Regions from separate parts of the Sus scrofa genome. Here regions 1 and 3 are each linked to region 2. A link is a contact called in public Hi-C and HiChIP or PLAC-seq data. All regions are on one chromosome and are shown on one strand. Each heading gives the region's core, a stretch centred on a gene start, on an enhancer-like site or on the middle of the called end of the contact. The rest is flanking DNA. Distances are from core to core; before and after follow the strand shown.

Region 1 (4,020 bases), core at 1,508-4,007, 130 kb after region 2:
GAAGCTAGGTTTATTCCATCCCAAACAGCCCGAGAGCTGTTTGCTAAAAGTGGCTTGTCATTTGACCATGCTGACACTATCATTGCATGATGTCCTAACTTGGTCTTTGGTCTGAAGATCATATGAGTGAGCAGAGTGGAGAGAGATGTTGTGAAACTCCATGGGGGATGGCAGAAGGGGGCCTGGAACGCTTTGTTCCTGGCATCAGTTTGTGAGGACTTGGGATTTTTCCAGATCTGTCCTTCAGGGCTTTACAGATGTTGACGGCAACCATCTTGCACCATTTTGCTTTGAGAAGCAACAGTAAGAAGGTGAATTTGGGATTCCAACAGACCAGGTTTTCCTGATCTCTGCACTACCGACATTTTGGGTTGGGTGATTTTTTTGGCTTGGGAGGCTGTCCTGGGCACCAGAGGATGTGCCGTAGCATCCCTGGCCTCTACCACTAGGTGCCAGTAGCATCTTTCAAGTTGTGACAAACAAAAACACTTCTAAGCAGTGCTCAATGTCCCCCAGGGGTGAAGGGTGGGGCTAAATTGCCCCTGGTTGAGAGCCAGTGGGGTAGATCTAACTGTGGGAGATCCTGTGGTCACAAGAAAACTTCTTTGAGGGTATTCCAGCTTCTGTTGGCTGTTCTCGGGCTTTTTAAATCTTTGAGCTTCCCGGGAAATAGATTTTCAATGGACCTGAAGATAACAAAGGGTGAACTAGAGCAAGAGGTGAGAGAAGGTGGTACCTGAATGCTGTGACTCCTCTCCTCTGTACCTGTGAGCCTCTGAGCAGGGAGAGGCATGGTATAGATGAGGAGAAATCTGGATGAACTGGAGAAGCTGGAGTTGGGAACTCCAGCACCTACAGACTGAACTGGGGGAGCTTGAGGCTTTTGGAACTTCAAGTAATCCTGATATTTAAATTCAGGCATCAGCGATTTATTGCAGACAGCATAGAAGACGGTTTTTGGAGGCAAGCCGGGCATCTGCCAAGGCCCTTGGCAAAACTGCAATGTAGGCATAGCTGTTTTGCCACCACCTCTCTTTCTGAACTTTTCCCACACCCCGTCTCACTTTCCCTGCCCTCCAGGTACACAGTCGCCTCATGATTCCCTCTGGCTGCTCAAAGTCTGCCTCACCCTCCAGAGCCATCTGCTTTCCTGCCCCCATCTTAACTTTCCTTCCCTGAATGCTGATTTAGGCTATTTTGAGGGTTAACATTAAAGGTTCAAATACTTCACACTAAGGGGAGAAGAGTCAGTAGGTTTAACCTATTCCAGGGGATGTTGTGAGTCTTTGAAACTTGCTACTCCTCTTCTAGAAGACACTGCAGAACAAAGGACTTTTCTATGGCTCATCTAGTTTCCCTGAAATGAACATATTTTCCAGGCACAATATCCCTACTTGGCACACACAACCTGTGAATTCTATAAACCAGAGCCTCAGCTTGGAAAGGAGTGCCTCACAAGGTCAAGACTGTATTTCCCATGAGAAAAGATCCAAATTCCCTAGCCTGGCATACAAAGTTTTTATAATCCATCTTTTAAACCCCTCCTCCATTCATTCACTCAAATATGGTGGAAAACATGGACAAGTCCAGCAGGGGATACATATAAGAAACCAGACAAAAAGAATATGGTGCCATGTGTAAACCCAAGGCAGGTAAAGGAGGCTTGGGAGTATCTTGCAGGGCAGGGGACAAACCCCTAACTGACTGGTCCAGGGAAGGAGTCTCACTTATCTGCTGTCTCCATATGCCTATACCTGGCACACCTTGTCATGCTGTCTAGCTTTGTACATGATGGTGTCTGTCTAGAAAGCCCTTTCATGATCTATCTAGGAAACTCTTAATAGCCTTTATGAACCAGCTTAATTTCTCTGACTGTACTTTGCCCTCTTGTTTTTCTCTGCTTCACCATGTCCCCCTCCCACCCAACCCACCCTCAAATAAAAGTGTGTTCTTTCCTTTGAGCTAAGTTCTTATACAGCACCTTATGGAAATATATATCCTACTGACTTGCAATGACTTGTTTACTTGTCAATCATCCCCATTAAACTTTTGTTAAAGCCAAGGCAATAATGCATGTCTCTTAAATCTTTAGCACCTAGCACAGAGTCTAGCACACACAGTGCTCAGTGAATGTCACTGAATGAATGAACCCACTCAAACTAGAATGTGGAAAATGTGATGGCAGGATGTCTGTTTTATCCCTTTTTATATTACATTGTGAGATAGATCATATACAGATTGGAGCCCATGAAACATATATATCCAGAGTAAAATGAAAACCCATGTAAGGACAACCCAGGTCAAGAAATAGCCCCCTCTAGTTTGAATGCATCAGAGGATGTTGTTTACTTGAACTGAGTGTGTCACTACGGCAAAGACACCAAATTCTGTATCTGACCTGAAGTTATTGGGGTCTTCTGCCAAGCATGTCCTCATCTTGAACCTCTGGCCTGATATTATAGATACCAAATACTTGGCTGAATGCCAGGTAATTCCAAACATCCCTTGCCAGACATCATCTGAAATCTAGTGGCAGGAAGCTATTCGCTCCACTGGACAGTATCTTGAGAAGATCTTGAGCATCTTCCTTCCCCCTCCTTACTGAGGCTGCAGGCTTATGTGGACTCTGTCACATTTGAGAAAAACAATTAACATGTGAGTCTTGCTGGGATTGTCTGCTAATATTTAACCTGGGTGGTGGATCAGTCTATTTTTGTTGTTGTTAACATAGATCAGTTAAAATCTTGCCGTGTTATCAGAAGGGATGTACTCTGCTCTGCTGAGTGTAAATCAGCCATCTGCCTCACTGCATTTGGTCAGAACACTGTGCCTGTGCAAAGGCCCCTGGTTACGGGATGCATGGCAACCACTTCCAGCAATGCGGAGCTGGCAGGGCTCTCTGCATGGGTCTCATCCGGGCCCACTGCTGGGCTCCAATAGCTCTCTCTTCCTTCCTCAGCTGCCCTCCACAATCAAGGGCCTGCCTTCCCTCCCTGGTTTCCCTCCTCCTTCCTGACTCGTCTCTCCCTCTCTTTCTTCCCATCTTCCTTATAGCTGTCCAACCATCAATCTCTGCACATAGTCTAGAATAACTTGCTCAATAAATACTTCTTGAATCAGGCTGTAATTCTCTTCTCGAATACAAATTCAGCTAAATTGCAGGAAGTTATCAATTCTACGATCCCATCTGAGTTCATTTTTCCTTGTGTGTGTGGGGGGGCATGAATCTATGATCATTACATTTAATCCAAATTTTAAATTCCTTGATAATAAACCTAATTCCTTTTCGTTTTTCTATTGAAAAATTTCAAATTCCTTTATATGTATCATCAAAATCTTTTTTTTTTTCAGATTGTGTAAAAGCAAATAACAACTTTACTCTCTATTCCTTATTTCAAGGTTTTTTTTTCATGCTCCAAATATTTTCTGAGCACCTACTTTGTGCCACACACACTTGAAGTGCTGAGGCGACAGCAGGAAACAAGGAAGATGTGTTTCCTGTTCTCACAGAGTTGGTATTCTAAAGGATTCTTATATTCTAGAATGGAGCTGCTCAATGAGGTAGCCATTGGCAATGATCAGCTATTTAAATGAAAAATTAGTTAAAATGAAACAAAATTAAAAATTCTCTTTCTCATTCACACTGGCCACACACATTTCAAGGGCTCACTAGCCCCATGTGACTAGAAGATATGGTATTAAGACAGTGCAGGTCTAGATCAGTTCCATCATCTCAGAAGATTCCACTGGACAGGGCTATTCTAGAAAAACTTGCCACACCCACTACCATTCTAAGAGTTTAAGAAATCCCTGTAGCAGTGCCGTTAGATGATGTACTATGACATCAGACCATGATTCTTTCACATACCATCCTCCGTTTGAAATGCAGAGATTACATCTAGCATGCCTGGTGCCAATGTTTATTTTTATTGGGGACATCCTGTTGTATGTACAAGATTGTTAATTCAGTGTGGTGGGATAGCATTTTCAACTGCTCACTCATTTTTCCTGCCTGTCTTT
Region 2 (4,464 bases), core at 612-3,111:
TTGAAATGTGCTGTTTTACGGCAACCTAGATGACTACCCCAAACAGAACCTGATTTTGCACTAACCACGGAGGAAATTCAGCTTTACTCCTGTGCCAGCAGCCACCTCCACAAGAAACACTTTCCAAAGGAAATAAAATACGAGATGCAGTTACGTGGCCTTTTTTAAAAAAAGCAAAACAGAACCAAACCAACCAATGATCATGTTGAAACCACAAGCCCAGGGCCTCATCTTAAAAGTACCAACAATTATCCCAAAAAACGACAATACTTTCCAAGTAACTCCAATAACCTCCTCTTAAACATGGTGTCATAGGACAGAGGGAAAAGGAGTTTCATGAGAAGACCAAGCACTGTGCTTCCTTACTGGAACAGCACTGTAAAGGACCCTTACTAAAGATGGTGAGACAGCATGGCCAAGTGTGAATGCTTTCCAACTTTTTCTGAATATGTTAAACAGAACCAATAGAATTGGCTGACCAAGGCCCCTGTAAGTCTCTAAAGCTCATTTTATACTGCGGATGTCTCAGCCACATGCCTCTGGTCAGCCCTGCCTTCGCTTTCCCTGGGAAATAACCTTCCTTGGGGCCTCCAGAACATCCCAACCTTCATTATCAGCCTTGACCTCGGCAAGGACCACACCTCCTTGCTAAGGGCCGCCCGGTGCGACCTAAATCACGTGGAGAAAAATCCTCTCTGAATCTCTCATTTAAAAGGCTAACTAGTCGTGAAGTTAACAAACCATCACTTGATCAAACTCATCTGCTGCCTGAAGCAGTATTATTTTAAAGCTCTCTGGGGATTCTTGGCCAAATTTAAAAGCACCTTGGCAAGGCCTGAAAAGTAGCAAGCATACAGCTAAACCAGCGAACCCTTAGTCATTCCTAAAAGGTTCCCTGTAAAGTGCGCCGCTTCTCCCCAGGTTTGGCCACTTCGCTGCAATCCCACAAGAGAATAAAATAAAAGATAACACAGTGGTTTGACTGTGTCCCTCAACCCCCGTCAGCGTCTGCCCAGGTGGGGTGGCCCCACTGCCGCCGGTGCTGGAGTCCGGCGGGGGGCGGGGCGGGACAGGGAGGGGAGGCACCACTCCCCGCGTGGCCACGCACGGGGGCTGGCGCTCAGCACTCACTCCGCCCCGCCAGGTTAATGCTCTCCATGGCTTCTAGAGGCTGGGGACGATTAAGAAGAGAGTGAGCTTTCTGTCTCTACACAGTTCAATTTTTTTAAGAGTTAAACAGCATCTTATCCAAAATTTTTGCACCCTTTCGGCCAAGTGCGTTGTTAACTCCCAGAAAGGCTGCCCGGCCAAAGGTTAACTAACCCCAGAGCTTGCGGGAAGAAGGAGACGCCGCTAACCTGTATGCACTCTGTAATGGGCTTTGAGATGGGAGGATTTTCCATAGACTTTCCCACAGCCACTGTAGGGGCACTTGTGCCTCTTTTCGGAGGCGTGTTTCCCCTTCGCAGCCACTCCAGGGTGGAGGAGGGAGAGCGGGCTGGGCGCGCTGCCAGGATCCTGTCTCTCCTCCGGGCTGTGGGAAGGACTCGACCCAGATTCGGTGGTCACGTCGCTGTCGGATCCCATATCCTCATCAGGACTCTCCAGGCTGTCGCTGCACACCGAAGGGGTCTGGATGGGTCGGTACTTGTTCAGGTCCAACAAGCTCTTGGCGATGGTGACCAGCGTGCAATAATCCTTCCAGGTGTCCCCCGGGTCACCGTGCTCCTTGGTCACCTCACGCTCAGGTAGTCGCAGCCGCTCGGCGTCCGGAGCGCCCCCATGCTCCGGCACCGCAGCGCGGTTCGAAATGGAAACCAGACACTGGGCAGCCACAAGTCCATGTAGGCGGCCGCAGACATGGTGCGGGCGACAGCAGCCCCAGCGACGCGGCCAAACTTGGTGGTGGCTGCAGAGGTTCGGCTCGCTGTGCCCTGGCCTCGGACGATGAGCGCGGCGCTGCGCGGTGGCCAAGGGGGCGGGGGCGCGGGGCGCTTCCGACTCGCAGGAGCGCCGAGGCGACCTCAGCCCCTCATCTTTACGTAACCGGCAGCGCCTCCGCACGCAGCATCCACGGCCCCGGGCTTCGCTGCGCCGCCGCTTCTCGCCGCCGATGGTGCCCCACGCCGGGCGCTATACCCCCGACGGGCGCGCCGGCCGCTCCGAGCCGGCTCCCTTGGAAAGGTGCCACACGTGGCGGTCGCAAGTTTATTCGACCAAAAACGCCCCCGAGGCGCTGAGAGAGGAAACTGCAAGAGAGGTACACGCCCTCAGCCGCCTCTCCGTCGAGCCAAAGCCCCAGGACATTCACCCGACCACCTGGATGCGGGTGGCAACGGCCGGACCTAGCGCCAGGTCTAAGAGACACTTTTCCCCCAGTCCACTGACGGCTTCTGAGACCCTGCTCTTGCCGGTCCGCACCGTTCCGGCATTCTCTCGCTCAGTAACAATTTCGCAGAATCCCATCACGTCACAATCCAAACCCCCTCCAATTGGCCAGTGGGGAGGGTGATTCAACTCTGTTTACTTTCTCCCCCTGCCAGTCAGAACGGCCTTTCGGTGGAGAGGTGCGTCTAGAACTGAGACATGCGGCCAATCCGACTGTTCCGTTTCGATGCCTCGTGCTACCCCTACAGCCTCGAACGCTGACATTTAAAAGGGTAACAGCCGAGAGGTTGCAAAAAAGCAGTCGCGCATCTTCTGGAGTGCTTCTCAACCCCTTAGCTGGTCCAGACCTCCTGGCTCACAATCCAGCTTTCGGAGCTGTGGGACACACCTTCCCTACTCAGTTGCGCTTGTTCTTAATGACAAAAGAGAACTTCAGTTTGTTTTCCAGCTCTCAAAGAGTTAAGTGACTTCCTGCAAACGCTACAGTCCCAGCAACCAACCTTCCAATCAAAAGTAAGTTGGTTGATGTCACTAACATAGGCTCAGCCAATCAGAAGGGCGTTTTGAAGGCAAGCGCTCCACTCTTGTAAACGCGAAGAGCTGTAGTGAAACTGAACATATCCTTGTACTTTGTGTTGTTAGTAGTAAAACTGAGATATGTATGGGAAAGCATGGGTGATGAATAAGTGCATCGTGAGTTTATAATTAAAAAAAACAACTAAATATGTCAGGCCAAGTTGCTCAAGAATAAACACAAATGAGAAAACCTCAATCTGGTTTTGTTTTGTTTTGTTTTTCTGTTTTGGGATACAGAATACTTTGGGGAAGATTTTTCCGTCCAATGCATTAACTATGACTAATTCCTCTTATAAATGCAGAGCTGACAAAAGTTCTGTTTTAAAGCATAGTTTTTATACTGCCTGGCTATCCTTACTTTGAAACACCCCATCTTTACTTTTGTGATACCTCTTAATTCCTCTCCTTCCCTCGTGCAATTTATTCTAAATAAGCTGTCTTCATTTTGCTTTGAAACTATTGTAACCTCCCTCAAATAAATGGAGACTAAAATCCCTCATCTGTATAATTTAAAAACCAACATTATTCTTAGCTCATTTCCTTTCCACAGACCCCTGGGGGATGTTAGGGCATTTCCTTTCCCTCACTTAACAGATGTGAAGACTGAGATGTAAGGAAGTGACTTGTCTGCATTATCAGGTAGATAAAGAACTCCATTGAAAACATAAATCTGATTCCTAGCTCTTTGGGCTTTACAACTGAATTCTTTGGTTTTGTGAAATATTAACTTTGCTAAACAGATTCTAGAAAACTGGAACCAGCCAGAGATCTTTAGACATTGAATATTGTGGCATTACTTGATCAACAATTAGTACAGCTCTTGGAGTCTGATTAACTAGGTCTGCCTCTCCCTCTGAAGAATGATGGAGTTGTTTTCCATAAGGCCAATGTCTCTTGCAGGAGGTGTACCGTCAGCAGAATTGATTAAAAATATGTTTACTTTCCTAAGTGGGTGTGGGAGGTACCTGCTTCTATGTGATGTAGATCCAGGAGGTCCAACTATAACCCCGCTGGCTATTAGCCTTCAGGAATGTGACACCAGGTTCCTGGTCTCTAAAGGAAGGGTCTCAAATTTACCCTCCTAGTATGAAGGCAAGTGCAGTTTATTTCTACTTTGTTTTTGGAGTGGGAAAGAAAGATATTTCGGGAAGAGAAAGGGGTATTACATGGGAAAGGGAAGCTTAGAAAGAAAGTGCTGGAGGTCCCATTGTGGCTCAGTGGAAACGAGGTTGCCAGGTTGATCCCTGGCCTCACTGTGAGCATTGCTGTGAGCTGTGGTGTAGGTCACAGACATGGCTTGTATCCTGTGTTGCTGTGGCTGTGGCGTAAGTGGGTATCTGTGGCTCTGACGCAACCCCTAGCCTGGGAACCTCCACATGCTGCGGGTATGGCCTTAAAAGTGGAAAAAAAAAAAGAAAAGAAAGAAAGTTCTAGTCAACCAAGAATATCATCACCATCACCTACATGTAGTAAGGTAGTTACATGTAAAGTGAAGCTGAA
Region 3 (4,302 bases), core at 1,594-4,093, 190 kb before region 2:
TACTTAGGTTTTAGCATTTGACTTCTTCCCTCACTTTCAAGTCATAAGCGTTCACTTTTCCACTTTATGAATTTGCAAAAATCAAAATGGAATATTCTTTCTCACTTGGTATATAAACCAGAGGAGGTTATTCTTGTTAACCTGAGAGGGTTCTTGTTAGAACTGAAAGAGAAAACTCTTGGTCAGAGATTGCCACAGCTGAGTTCTATCCCATGCATCTTGCCCCACCTTCTTGCTGTTGTGGCATCATTACCTAGGGCTTGGAGTGAAGCCAAGAAAGAGAACACAGAAGATAGTCTCTGATGGTTAGGTGAAATATATTTATAACTTTGACCCTGCCCCTTTCTGCCAGCTTTTTGTTTGTGTTAATTTTAAAAGTTTCTATAGCATTGGAAGGCCATGGCTTAAAGTGGTTTCTGGTCGCTTATTTCTTCGTCAATAAAAAGTTAAGTAGAATTGCTTTGCCACATCTGTTAGCTAGCAAGGATGGCATGATGACTTCAGCTGATGTCTTAAGATCTGGGTGTGTAGAATTAACCATTGTGGCTCACTCATTCATTCATTAACATCAGATTCTGATTAATAGATATTCTATTTCCAAAGACCTTCTCCTTTTGCCTATATGACACTACTCCTTTCAAGACAATTTTTTACCAGCAGAATTAAAGAAACCAGAGGTGGCAAGATAGATGTGTCTACCTTTATGAGTTCATGAAATTGTTAAGCAATAGTAGGAAGCACTGAGCTAGTGTAACATGCCAGCATATCCCTGGTTCATGCTAACTTCAGTCACACAGAGTCCAACAAAAGAGAAGTATTTAAATCAATTACAGTATATTTGTTTGATAGAATACTATATAGTTGAAACTATGTCACAGAAAAATACTTAATGGCATGGAAAGATATTCATAATATATTGAGAAAAAGGTTAAATAACAGGATACATAATTTGTGCAGTATTTTTTTTTTTTAACACAGAAGGACCATAGTATATACATATGGAAAGAGGATGTTAAAACACATCAAAATCTTAACAGTGATTAGTCTGGGTAGAGGAATTATAAGTTTTCCGTTTGTGTATGTTTTTTTCTGTGTCCCCCAAATTTCTGCATTTAACACTTATTGCTTTTGTGGTTAGAAGCAAAACCAGTAACATTTTCCTTTTCAAAAGATGGTGGTAGAGCATGACTGGCGGTGCTCAGGCAAGAACGCATAGTGTGTGCACATTTGTGGGGTCATCACAAGTTCAGAGGCCCTTTCCCAACTTTCAAGTTTATAAGCATAATTTGATTAATTCACTGAAGAACTGTTGATGGTATAAAGATGGTTATATTGGTTCCCCACTCTTAACTCCTATTACTGCTGCCTGTATTATTTTACTATTAGGGTAGATTTTCCCAAATACAACTATTTCTCCAAAGAAATTGACTCATCAAAGGCTCTTGAAGCAGAGTACCAAGTTACTTTTCAAACAATTTCTACTAGCAGTGTAGCATATAACGGTATAGTGCCCTCCTAAACACTATCTTTATTATTTCCTGTTCAGAAGTTTCAAAATTCTTCTTTAATTTCTATTTAAAATTTTTTTGTGGAGCTCCTTGGTGGCTCAGCAGCTTAAGGATCCAGAATTGTCACTGCCGTGGTTACAGCTATAGTGCAGGTTACATCCTTGGCCTGGGAACTTCATGCTGCAAGCAAAGTCAAAATTTTATAAATATATATTTTTTTCCTAATAACCATGAAAATTTTACATGTTTTTCCAACTCATTTTTTCGTTGATTATAACTTTGAGAGCGTGGATTTCACTCCTGTGAGAGAAAGAATCAGAAACCTGGAAAAGGAGCATTGGTCCAGGAGTCAGAAATCAGGGTTCTACTGCCAGCCTTCCCTTTGTTAACTCCTTCCATGGTTTACTCCCCCAACCACAGCCTTTGTCTTTGCCCAGAATGCTCTTTTCTTATTTCCACACCTGGCTCTTTCTTCGCCTTCAGGGTTTAGCCCAAATATCACTCCCTCTGACAGGCCTTCCCTGCCTCTCCATCACATTCATTCTGTTTTTCTCTTCTGAGCATCTATCTCCGCCAGAAATTAGGTTAACTTGTTCTTTTTCTATCTCTCCACTCACTCCCTCAAGGCCACAACCCAGCCTCTGGTAGATTAGACATTATCAGTTGAGGAATGACACATAAGTAGGTCGCAGGAAGCTCATCTTAAAAGGGAGGTTAATTAGACAAATGTGAGCCAGTTTAAGTGGAACACCCTCTACACCATGCCAGGGAGCTCCGGGGTTTCCGGAAACTTCGAGGGAGGGAGTCTTAAAAGGGAATTAACGAGGGGATGGACAGTCAATGAGGAGAATCTGTGTGGTGCAGTCTTTCTACCAGTTGGAGAGTGCAGGAGACCATAGCGCCATGCTTTAAGAGAGAGGAAGGCATAGAGCCATTTGGAAGAGTTTCCTTTCTTTTCTTTCTTTTTGGACATGGGAACCTGCTTGAAAACAAAGAAAGAAGACGAAGAGGCCCGAACCGAGGGCAGACTCCGAGCATCACCAATGGGGTCTGACGTTGCCCACACGAGGTGCCATCACAAACACCGTCCTCCTTTCTCTCCCGGATGTTTCCTCAGAGCACTGAAAAGGCTTTCAAAATACTAAATGCAACTGATGTCTTTTTTTGAGTTAAAAAACAAAACCAAAACAAAACTTCTCAAAGTATACAGACATAGAGAAAAGTGACCGGAAGCAGCTTCCCCCAGCTCCACCCCCGCTTTCGCAAGGGTTTCGGCCTTCCAGGCCCAGCACTGGGCGGTGCGTGACCGCTGACGCCAGCGATCTCAACTACGCAGGCGCGAGGGCGGGCTCCCGGCAGGGGGTGGGGGAGTCGCGCGCCAGGGCAGGTCGCGCGGGAGCCGGGCGCTGGAGCGCAGGGGCTGCAGGTCGGTGGGAACGGAAGCCAGCTCAAGAAGGAAAGGAAGCCAGAATGGCGACACCGAGCAAGAAAACGTCTACACCAATCCCCCTGGCCTCCAAGAGAGCTCTCCCCAGAGATCCCTCGTCGGAGGTCCCGAGCAAGAAAAAGAGTTCGGCCCCGCCGGCGGCGCCGCCTCCACTGCCGCTGCAGTCTTCAGGGCCTTTCGTAGAAGGCTCTATCGTCCGCATCGCGATGGAGAACTTCCTGTGAGTGGCCAGAGGCCGGGCTGGGGAGGCGAGCGGGCCCTCGGGCTGGGGGCGCAGGCTGCATGCGTGCAGGGGTAGGTGGGTGGATGTGTGCCTGGCTTGTGGGTTTAACAGTAAATTCGTGCTGAGATTGCCGTCAGGAGTTTTATTCGTCGGCCATGAAGATTGACGTGTGTGTCGATGTGGTAGGAGTGTGTCTTGGGTGATATGTTTTTTTTTAATTCTTAACGCCAATGTTGTTTGAAGACGTCATATGGCGGGCAGTGGACGTAGTAGGGATTCGATCTCTGCCCCCTGGGAGTCACAGCCTGTAGAGGTAGGACGTAATCTGTAATTGGCAAAACTGTGGTTCTTGGGAACTCAGAGGAAGCAACAGTTAAATCAGAACGGCAGTGATGCCGTGACAGATTCGTGAAGAGTAGGCAGTTGCTAGGTGGACAAAGATGGTGAAGGTTTCCTAATGGAGGTTGAAATGTACCTGAAAATTAAGCCTTACTCTCAGTTATTGCGCTCCCAGAAGACCCTTGACCCTTTCAAATCTGGCTTTCTGGTTCCTTTTTTATCCCTTCAGACAACTAACCATAATACTCACTGTAGAATTTTTAAATATGTTTTAACACAAATACCGTGTATCTGTTTAGCACCTTAAAGTTCATTTAAGATTTATTTTTTTTTAAGCTTGCGCAGAGTAACATAGGGAAAACAGAATTGCAGTAACATTACTAACATTATTTTTCAAACATCTGTCATGTGCTATAGAAGTAGGTGCTTTATTTACACAATGCTCTCATTCTTTCCTGGTAACAACTCTTTATATTATTTCCATTGATAAGCTCAGAGGTTAATTTGCCCACGTTTACACAGCTAATAAGTAGCGGAATTGTTGTTTGAATCCAAATCAGGAAAGATAAATATAATCAAACGAAGTATTTGCCTTAATAACATATGTGCATCAGGATGCAAGGGGGGAGCAATGGCTAAAATGGTTAATTTTGTCCACAACTGTGAGAAGGGCTTTGTACTGGAGATTATGACATTCTTAAAAAGGAAGAGCATTGCTGACAGAAGGAATTACCTGAAATGGTTATGATTAAGAAGTTTCCAGTATTTTAATATGGTTAGAGCAC

Evidence for each region. A called contact is a pair of places that touch in the nucleus more often than the background predicts. HiChIP or PLAC-seq counts read pairs in DNA pulled down with a chosen protein or histone mark.
Region 1: a Hi-C map of liver shows a contact between it and region 2, with 5 times the contacts expected there. The contact joins the enhancer-like site here to the promoter of KLF9 in region 2. A contact is called at or near these places in 1 of 5 promoter capture datasets (liver), 5 of 47 Hi-C or Micro-C datasets (liver and mesenteric adipose tissue) and 2 of 2 datasets of contacts at active chromatin or transcription factors (alveolar macrophages and skeletal muscle).
Region 3: an H3K27ac HiChIP or PLAC-seq map of alveolar macrophages shows a contact between it and region 2. The contact joins the promoter of SMC5 here to the promoter of KLF9 in region 2. A contact is called at or near these places in 1 of 5 promoter capture datasets (liver), 4 of 47 Hi-C or Micro-C datasets (embryonic fibroblasts, epiblast stem cells and skeletal muscle) and 2 of 2 datasets of contacts at active chromatin or transcription factors (alveolar macrophages and skeletal muscle).

What each region holds. Positions count from the first base shown.
Region 1 is chr1:223,878,709-223,882,728 of Sscrofa11.1, forward strand. The region is part of intron 23 of TRPM3 (transient receptor potential cation channel subfamily M member 3); the gene reads right to left. Among named protein-coding and RNA genes, the nearest start is that of KLF9, 130 kb to the left of the region's middle. Within about 2 kb of position 2,758, at least 7 of the 83 cell types and tissues checked have an H3K27ac peak or open chromatin away from gene starts, as enhancers often do. A contact at or near this core is called in liver, where this site is marked.
Region 2 is chr1:223,745,800-223,750,263 of Sscrofa11.1, forward strand. It overlaps KLF9 (Kruppel like factor 9), which reads right to left and starts at 1,862. Exons shown (of 3, transcript NM_001011504.1): 1 at 1,839-1,862; 2 at 1,359-1,836. The coding sequence starts at 1,862.
Region 3 is chr1:223,557,428-223,561,729 of Sscrofa11.1, forward strand. It overlaps SMC5 (structural maintenance of chromosomes protein 5), which reads left to right and starts at 2,844. Exons shown (of 24, transcript XM_021064744.1): 1 at 2,844-3,175. The coding sequence starts at 2,979.